2 separate regions of the Cricetulus griseus genome follow, and region 2 is linked to region 1. The links are chromatin contacts, called in public Micro-C maps. All regions are on one chromosome and are shown on one strand. The core of a region is the stretch at or near the end of the contact, and the rest is flanking DNA. Distances in the headings are between cores, read along the strand shown.

Region 1 (4,977 bases), core at 1,107-3,606:
TGTGACTTGGCAAACTACCTCTCTTCTTTCGAACAAGCCTTTAAAAACAGACTCTCTTACCCTGTTCTGATCTCAGGGTCTGCTGGCCTGGTGCTACCACACTGTCCTTCCTGAGCCAGCCAGCCACTGACAAGTAGCTCATTCATCCCCTCTCTCTCCTCTATGCATATATTTATAAACGGTAGGCACAATATATCCTCTGTTATTTCTCATGGTTGGGCAATAGGGACATTATTTGATAGTGAGGTGCCATACATACCATACATGGTTTCTAAGTAAATAGGATTTATTAAAGTTTATCCACCCAAAGAGCATTATCATATCTCCATCTTGTTTTAATGACAAAAGGACTCTAAGATTTAGAATGTCTTCTGATTAAAATGGTAGAAATAAAGTTTAATCACAAGCCTGGTAGTTGGAATCCTTTGCACCAGAGCACAAATTCTACTTACTAGTGATTCATTATGGAAAGTACAAGATTTCTGAGGCTCAATATTGTTATCTACAAACAATAACAAAACCCACAAACAACAACAACAAAATAAAAATTCTCAGGATCACTGTGAAATACTGAAAATACTTCTCGTGGTAGATATACACAGATCTGGGTGTAGTGCCTATAGGAAAGGGTATGGCAGAAGATGGAGGTTCTAGGTAGACCATAAAGTCAAATGATGTACACATGCACGCACAAGAGCATGTGGGGGCATGCGCGCGCGCGCACACACACACACACACACACCAACCACATTTTTAATACATCCTAGAATAACCACCAGCCATATGTTGACTGGTAAATAACCTTTTGACTTTAGTTCCCTAATCTGCATAACAAGGATGTTAGTTTACCACCAAAGAATCCTGAAATAATTTGACAATTAAAAATTAAATGAGTGAGCACATGAATGGTGTTTCATGGAGCTCACACGGTGCTTACGAAACTTCATCTATTGAGGAAATACTAGAATACAGTCTACAGCACAACAAATTAAAGGAAGAAGAAGGGGAAAATGGAGCCTTGGTCTTTAATATGGTGCCCTGGAGAACCTCTCCCATGTAATAGAAATGTCTGCATCATGATTCCAAAACAGAATGCTAATAAGCCCTAGTATACTACAATGATGTCAAACTCTGGCATGATTTTAAGGTTTGAAGGATGAAATGGTAAGGAAAATCTGTCTGATTCTATGAAAACTACTAGCCTACAATAGGAACTCTAGAAAGCAGCACTATCAGGTGTGCTGGTGTGGGTGGTGGTGGGTCTAGTCAAGGCCAGGCAGGGTTCAGCAAAAGCAAGCCACAGGAGAAAGTAAGAATCTAAGAGGAGCTGAGGGCATCAGTAGTGGGAATTAAAGACCAAAGCTGTGTGGTACCCAGCAGGCAGGCACACTTCTCATAGGCAATCACAATTCTTTTAAAGCGGTGGTTCTCAACCTTCCTAATGCTGGGACCCTTTAATATAGTTTCTCATGTTGTGGTGACCCCAACCATAACCCAACCATTATTTTGATTGCTACTTCATAACTGTAATTCTGCTGTTATGAATCATAATATAAACATCTGATATGCAACCAATGTGGAAGGGTCGTTGAACCCCACAAAGGGGTCAAGACCCACAGGTTGAGAACTGCTGTTTTAAAGAATAAAAGGAAGGTGTTTTTTTTTCCTCATAATTTATATGCATTTTTTTAAATGGCCACTGAGTTATGAGGACATGCCAAAACAAAACAAACAAGCTTCCTTAAGTAAATACTTAGCTGTTTAGACATGAGTATTTAGAGCAAGTGAAACAGGTTGTTCTTTTTGCCTAGAGAGAACTAAAAAATTATTTAGCTATTAAGGGTTCTGTGACCTGCAGAGGCTTCAGGCACTAGCCTGGATGAAAACCACCTTACTCCATCATGCTCTGTATTATTATCTCCTAGAACTATTCTAAAATAAAGCCCTGTGGAAAACTGCCAAACTTTCATCCCAAGCTTCATAAAGGAAATTATTTTAAAGACTTGGATGAGGCTTGTTTAAGAAAAATGATTGCACACAATTTTCAACTAGATAAATAAAATTTTATTCCAAATATGAGATCCCCCTCCCCCCCCACCGACGCATGCACACCAGAGGTTCTATATAAACTGCATGCTACACAGCACACAGAAAACATTTACCCTGGTAAAATAAGATCTATTCTAGACTCATATTATATACACCAGCGGTATGCAATCCTTTTTCAATGTGTGTGTGTGAGGGGGGGGGCTAATTGTATTTTGATTTTCTATAATGTATATATGACTGAAATACAACAAAACTCAGTGACACATGAAAGTATCATGTCATATCCCTCTGACTCAGTTTCTGGAGAATCATGATTCAAATGTGATGGTATTTCAAGACCATTAATCATTTTTATTCTTGCTTCCTCCCTATAGTATTCTAATCCCAGGGCCATTGAGGAAAAAATTACACTCTATGCATGGCAAAGCATGGTGCCTGGCACATTAGAATGGATCCAATTATCAGCAGCTCTGCACAGTTAAGATTTCCCATGGGCACTTTTCCATTGAGCACTCCGAGGGCAAAACTTCATTCCCGCATCTGAGTGGGAAGAGAGTCAGATAAGCAAGTACTTCAAATAAAATCTTCACTGCTACCACCTTCCCCCATGCTGCAACTGTTTACAAACTCCACAGCCTGCCTGGTGGTGGTGGCCCATGCCTTTAATCCCAGCACTTGGGAGGCAGAGGCAGTTGGATCTCTGTGAGTTTGAGGCCAGCCTAGTCTACAAAGCTACCCAGAGAAACCCTGTCTCAAAGAACCAAACAAACAAACAACCCCCCCCGCCCCCCCCAAAAAAAACTCCACAGCCTATTGACTCTGGAAACAGAGTCTGTGTACCAGTGCTTTCTTGCCTTTGATGGTTTAAAATCTGTTTTCAGGCCTACTTGTACACTGTGAGGCCAAACAATGAACACTACTTTCCCTCCCATACTTGCTACAATACAGTCTGTTACTAATTTCCACACAGAAAACTATCAATTTCTAAAACTTGGATCAGTAGAACATTTGGATAACATTCAAAGAATATATGGTGTCTTCTTGTCAGTATCTAAATCCTAGAGGTACCCTGAGTCCACCAGAGAGACACTACAGTATATAAATTCCCCAGACAAACTCACAAGTCTCCTCCTAAAGGAAGGGGCGGGGGCAAGTAAAGTCTCAAAATTTGAAGAAAAAAAGGCTAGTGAAACAGAATCTCTTACTGGCTAATGCTGGAAACAAATGCTCCTAAATTCACTTAACCCAGGACATCTTGGGGGATTTTGATTCTCAGGCATCAGGACTAGCTGCCCAGTTCACCATGAAGCCTCCACTCTACCAGCTAAATCAATAAAAACATAGTAAGTGGATGAAACCTCCATTCCCCTTTCCCAGACAATCCCACTGACAATAGCAGTTCACAAAGAATCGAACATTTAACTTCCAAGACATGTCTTTTAGGAAAGTCAGAAGTATATTTCCTGCGTTATCTTTCAATAGAACCATTCCTCAATGCAGGGAAAATCTGACCCCACTATGTTGTCATGTGGTAAAACTGAATATATCCATATGTCAACAACATAGTAAGGACAAAACATAGAAAAAGACAGCCCTTCAAGAAACACAGTTCTAAGGAGAGTATACCAACCGTGGACCTCCATGTGGTTTGACTACACATCAATGTAAGTTGTTCAATTGCCCATAAAGCATTCAAAACTGTCAAATGTCATGAGAAATGTAGAAGATTTCATATAAAAACACAAATTTTCATCTGATCATGAAAACCTGGAACCCTCACCACAAGGGCCTTCATTTCCAGCATGGGCCAAAGCCGAGTGGCGCCTGACTCAGAAGTTTTTCTCTGGCTTGCCAAGACCCCACTAATCCCATCTGTCTCAAATCCAAGCACATTTTGCTAATTTAAAGGACTCACTTTACCGGTGTAGCACTCTGAGTTTTGATGCCATTTTAAGACACTGTTAGGACTTTGCTGTATGCTACAGAATAGAAATGCTTATGAAGGAGTTTGAAAAGACAACTTTTAAGTGCATTCTTGGTGGCCCAGAAATCCCCACCTAGTCTTATCAAGGTTTGTCAATTTTCCTCTGGGTGTTGCCTACAACAACATGTTCTCTTTTGGGATTCCCCCACCCAAGCTGTCGGGCTCTGATGTCAGTACTGTCTCCTTCACTGTTCTGTTTTCTTGACAGTGGGTGAGCTCTGAGAACATAAACCCAGTATTGCTTCAGAGGTCAACAGTCTGTCTGTCTCCCCCCCTCCCCCCCACCCCCCGCCTGTGCAAAAGGAAAGACAGGCTGACTTCCACCAGCCTGGGGCTCATGACAGTAAATCACGGATGATGCTGAAGTCCAGCAGGAAGGGGGTGTTGTGCAACACAGTACCACTCAAGTCTCCAGAAACCAGTATTGGGAGAGCCAGAACAACAAAGTGCCACCATAACAAAGAAACGGCTCCACATTCTAGCAACCAAGAAATGCACACCGTGTCTCTGTGGGTCACACTAGTTCTAGGCTTGTGCTACCAAAGAGACTCCTTTTAGAATCACAAACAGCATACGAGGAATTTACTGACTCACTAACTCTCTCCTATGGATTAGAACCCATTGGAAGGTACTGTAGTGTCTCCTATGTGTAATCCCAGCACTTGAAAGGCAGAGAGTAGCAGGTGGGCTGGTGTTTAAGACCAGCTTAGCCTACATAGCAACTTCAAGGCTAACCTTGGCTACATAAGACATTGTCCAAATAAAATGGTTGTTAAAAAATTCCTGCCCTGCTGTATGTTGGTGGCATATGCCTGTAATCCAAATACATGGGAGATACAGGCTGGAGAATCAGGAGTTGTAAGTCCTCTTGGATTCATGGCAATGTCTAGGCCAGCCTGGGCTACATGAGATTCTATCTTACCTGCACACATGCACACACACAT
Region 2 (4,977 bases), core at 744-3,243, 250 kb after region 1:
TCCATCACCACCTGATCTGATTCCATCATATTTGTGAACCTAACTTTATAGCTGATAATGTATTCACCATTCCAGATTACTTCACCTGTGAGGGTTCTATTAACATCTCCTAATACTAAAGGTTGGAAAATAATTTTTGTTTATTTAAAGTATAGATATGAAAGGTAATCCTCCACTACACAGGTCAATCTGGACTACAGAAGAGCTTGTCTCAAAACTGATACAAGAATCCATACATAGATATTTAAATGTAGAAGTAATTCTCACAATTTAAAAAATCACTGAAAAATTGGGAGCCCCAGAAGGGCTAACATTTCAACAAATGGCTGATATTTACTAGTAGCTACCAGCTTTAGTCTAAAAACGTTTATTTTAATTAATTTACTTGAGAGAGAGTCTCACTATGCAGTCCTATCTGGCCTGGAACTCAACATATATCAACCTGTCTGTACTACCACATCCTACCCTAAAAATCTTTCAAATTTTAAAAAAAATATGTGTGTTTATGATGTGTGAGAATCTGGGTGTGCTCAAGCTACTGTTTAAGAGTGAGGTCACTTTTCAGGACTTGGTTCTATCCTTCCATAGTAGCTTTCTGGGGACTGGACATGAGCTCTTATGGCTTGGGCAGGGAGGGCTGTTACTACTGAATCATTTCATTGGCTCAAGGTCCCAGCTTTAGATGTGTGATTTTCAATTCAAAAGCCAGGGCTACATTCTAAAAGTATTTATTGATCACCTACTTGCCAGATACTGTTTTTTAGTCCTTGGGTTCATAATAGTAAATAAAGCTCATGGAATTTATACTCTAATGAAAACAAATACCACAATTAGTTGTTCCTTAGAGAATGATAAAAGATATGAACAAAATATGAACCAAAATATGTGGAGAAGTAAAGGGCATGGTTTGCAGGAAGGGTGTTTGCACAAATACATTCACTTAAATGCCTGGATGGATCCTGTGGGAACCTGAGTTTATGACTCTTACTAACAACCAAATCATTATAAATGTTTTTGCACTATAAAGCTTGAGCAAGTCAAAAGCAAGAGTGTACTTCCACTCATCTTTGAAGAGTACTCAGATCCGTCAGCCCCTTGCCTCCCAAGTGCTGCGATTAATGGCATGAGCCACACACAACTCGGGGCATAAGGATTTTTAATTATGTTTCTGAGTGTGAGTATGTGAACCTGAGTGTAGATGCCAACCAAGGCCAGAAGAGGGTGTCAGGTTCCCTGGAACTTAGAGTTCCTGGCTGCTCTACCCGTCGCCCCCCTTCCCTCCCCGTGGAGACTAGAACCAAACTTTGCCAGCAAGGGCTCTTAATTGATGAGCTCTCTCTCCAGTTCCTTCACTCATCTCTGTATTTCTTGGTCCAAACTTTGTTTTCATACTGAAGAGCTGAGAAGCGAAGGCGAAGAGTCTCTCCGCGCTCGCTTTCCCGAGTGCTTGGTCAACTGAAGGATCCAACAAACATCAGCAACCTAGGAGTCAATCGACAGATTCTCAACGCTCCCCATAGGCCAGCGGTTCCGTTTCCATAGCAACCGGGACGCGGAGCGCGCGCGCGCGGCCCCAGAGGCCAAGACCTGACCTGGTACCCAGGTAGTACTCGGGTGAGAATGGAGCCTCTGTCATAGTCTGGGGCGAAGGGACCCACATCCCGGGACCGCGCACTCCGCCTCGCCTCCGGGACGCAGCAAGCTCGCCGGCCACCAGCGTCTCAAGCATAGACAACTTCCGGCCTCGAAGTTCCACCCCGCCTCCGAGGCTCGCCCGGGTCCTCGCCGCGGCAAGGTGACCGTGGCTTTCGCCTGGCCTGAGCAGCAGTCGGGCCAGGGGCTGCTACGTCCTTAGGACTGCGGTGAGAGCTTTGCAGGTGCTAGTGCTCGGCCGTCCGTCGTGCGGCCCCGCCGGCGGGGCTGGAGCAGAGGACGGCCGGGCGCAGGGCGCACAGGCGCGCGCGGGGCAGGCGCGGAGGCGGAAGTGAGGGCACGGCCTGGCCAGCCGTCTAGGAAGCCGCCGCGGGTCGCCCAGCGGGAGTATTTGGAGCCCCGCCGGACCGTCGCATTTCAGCCTCGGATGCCGGCGCGATGCCTCTGTTCACAGCCAACCCGTTCGATCATGACGTGGGTGAGTACGGTGACCTGCGCCGTCCGCGCCGGGGAAAGTGGGCGGCGGTCCTGGTGCCTGAGAAGCCAGGCGGAGAGCGAAGGGGCGGTGCAGCTCTCGACAGCGGGGGGCAGCCTCGGAGCGTCTCTGGCCAGGCTACCTCCTACCTGTCAGAGATTGGGGTACCTATCAGGGCTGTTCTCGTCACCCAGAGCAGGAGTGGGGAAAAGGCAGGATCGCTGGAGGCTCAAGTTGCTGATACAAACTTCCTGATTTCTCCAGAGCTGGTTAACACCCTTCCCCTTGGAAGAAAGTGCAGTGGTGGCCATCCTGCTGCCTAGGGTAGTCCCGAACCAGAAACCTAGACTCACCAGGCTTAACTCACATCGCTTCCGTATAAACACATTCAAGCTCTGATGGTTGCATTTTCAATGTTTACTGACGTTCTGAATGTGCTGCGAGAGCCAGTCTCAGAGAATGAAAAGGAAGACTCTCAGGATCTCTAATTAGCCCAGAACAACTGATGTTTGTTGGAGTCAAACTTCTGGTTATTCAGGTAGTATAGGTCTTTCAGAATTAGGAAAAGATGGATGGAGTAAGCATAATATTAACAGTAAAAGCAAACGGGCTGGCAGTATTCTTGAAGCAGTAGTTAACAGGCTCCTAGCGACATTTTAGGATTTAAGTGATTTTGAGTCAAAATGTTACATATTTTAGCAGTGAGCTACCAGTTCAGTTACAATTCCTTAGTGAAGAGAAGTCTAGAAAGTGCCTCATTTTGTTCTACAACTCTCACAAGTCATGTTCAAGTGTATGGGAGACTAATTATATAGGAAGCATGTTGAGGCTTAGTCGCTGATTTGGGATAATTGTTCTTTTATTACATTACCTACGTGAGGCATTGCACTTTTTAATTTTTATTGAATTAATTTAACTTTCACAGTGAGTCTGTATATAGTCCAAGCTGGCTTCAAATTCCCAAAACCTCTGTTTTAGCATCGAGAATTCTGGGATTCCAAGTCTGGGCCTCCACTAGGCTTGAGACCTGCATGTCTTACTGTAAAAGCTTTCATTTTGCTGTAATGAAATGAATCAGAAAAGGCAAAACAGAGGAGGCTATTTTATTTTTTCTTTTATTTATGTGCATGGGTGTTTTTTCTGTATGCTAAGTTTGTCACTTGTTTGTTGTGTCTGAGGAGGTCAGAAGATCATGTTGGATCACCTGGCATTGCTGTTACAGAGTCGGATGAGCCACCATATGAACTGAGCCATCTCTCCAGCCCAAGACAGGGTATTTAAAATATAAAACCTGTGAACTCTTTCTTCTAGGAAATAGTTCATGGAAGCCTGTTGTGTTCTTATTGCAAACATTTCTGGTAGCAGTAGTCTGAGTTACTCTGCCCAGTTTATGTTTCTAAACTTTTCCCTCAGTGGTTTCTGAAATCCTTGCATCATAGTTTAGTGTAGATTTCTTAGGCTCTGATCTTCAGACAGAAACAAACAAACAAACAACCTGTGTAGATATATCATGGGCTATGTCAACTAGAACTTGAAGTGTTTCTTCATCAGCTCTCACATGACTAAATTCAGTTTCCAAAATGTCAAGTTAAGGGTGAAAGAATGAGTTTGATGGAGGCCCACCTAGACAAATGAATGCAACTAGGGAAAAAAGGGAATGAAATTCTAAGGAGCTCAGACTGGTCTGAAACTTACATCAGAGAAAAATTACATGTTCTAGTTTTCAGACCTTAAGGACTCTTAATGCAGAAATGTTAAATAGTACAAAGCAAGTCATTATCTGACTTGAGCATTACAGCAAAGTTCTTTTACAGTGTGTCTTGACTTCTCTTCCTCTCTCTCTCTCTCTCTCTCTCTCTCTCTCTCTCTCTCTCTCTCTCTCTCTCTCTCTCTGTTTTTTAAAGACAGGGTTTCTCTGTGTAGCCCTGGCTGTCCTGGAACAAACTCTGTAGACCAGGTTGCCTCTTTCTCCCGAATGCTGGGGTTAAAGGCATGTACCACCATTGCTCATCTTTTTTCAGCATTGTTTTTATTTCTCCTCCCCACCCCCCTTACCTGTGTTCACTCTTTTATTCACCAAAAATTCAAGGGGTGATTACTGTATATTAGGCATTGTGTTAAGTTCTACAGAGACAAAAACTAAAAAATATACTGAGTTCTTGTTCACAAGACACTCAAGGAAGGATACATGCTCAGGTAGATAGTTATACTATGATGTGATTATTGCAGTGTGATAATTATGAGGAATACATAAGATGGTATAGATCCTTCCTTTTGCCTAAAAGTCATCATCTATGAAGGCAAGAAAAGCAACAGTGTAAGGTAGGCAGTTCCCCGGAGTAAAGTTTCCACCCTCATATTCCTGACAGCATTTCTTCAGTAGAAGCATGTACCTCTTACACTATGTACAATAGGGCACAAACTGGATTGTGTCCAAGGAGAAAATAAACGTGGAGGACTTGGTGGGAAGATGGAGTGGCTAGTGTTAAAAGATACTGGCATGCAGACCTCTTCCCTTTTGCAGCAATCACTGGAGAGGCAGCTGCCAAAGTGAAGTTCAATCTCTTTGTGACTTCTCACTGAAGCAAGAACTGTAAAAGGCATTTCAGTTCACCTTCTCACATTTGGAGGAAGGTCATTTTTTCTTCTCTTTCTAAAGAGCTGAGAGGGGTGTAATGGTTGATTTATGGACAGTGAAGGCATGGTGAAGTTCAGGTTGTGCAAGGACAGTACAAAGGTCAACAGATTGGTGGAGTGGTCCAGCTGTACAGGAAGAAATATGCCATCTCCATTGAATGGGTGCTGGTTGTTACAGTTTTTGTAATTAAAAAAAAAAATTGGTTACAGAC

Evidence for each region. Hi-C and Micro-C count contacts between places; a contact is called where the count stands out from the background.
Region 2: a Micro-C map of the CHO-K1 cell line shows a contact between it and region 1, with 4 times the contacts expected there. The contact joins the promoter of Stam2 here to the enhancer-like site in region 1. A contact is called at or near these places in 2 of 8 Hi-C or Micro-C datasets (both in the CHO-K1 cell line).

Annotation. Positions count from the first base shown.
Region 1 is chr6:121,367,180-121,372,156 of CriGri-PICRH-1.0, forward strand. The region is part of intron 1 of Fmnl2 (formin-like protein 2); the gene reads right to left. Among named protein-coding and RNA genes, the nearest start is that of Fmnl2, 140 kb to the right of the region's middle. Within about 2 kb of position 2,357, at least 1 of the 6 cell types and tissues checked has open chromatin away from gene starts, as enhancers often do. A contact at or near this core is called in the CHO-K1 cell line, where this site is marked.
Region 2 is chr6:121,615,300-121,620,276 of CriGri-PICRH-1.0, forward strand. Stam2 (signal transducing adapter molecule 2) reads left to right here and starts at 1,994. Exons shown (of 13, transcript XM_027420434.2): 1 at 1,994-2,131. The coding sequence starts at 2,092. It overlaps LOC118239057 (a long non-coding RNA gene), which reads right to left and starts at 1,871. Exons shown (of 2, transcript XR_004770487.1): 1 at 1,593-1,871; 2 at 1,140-1,482.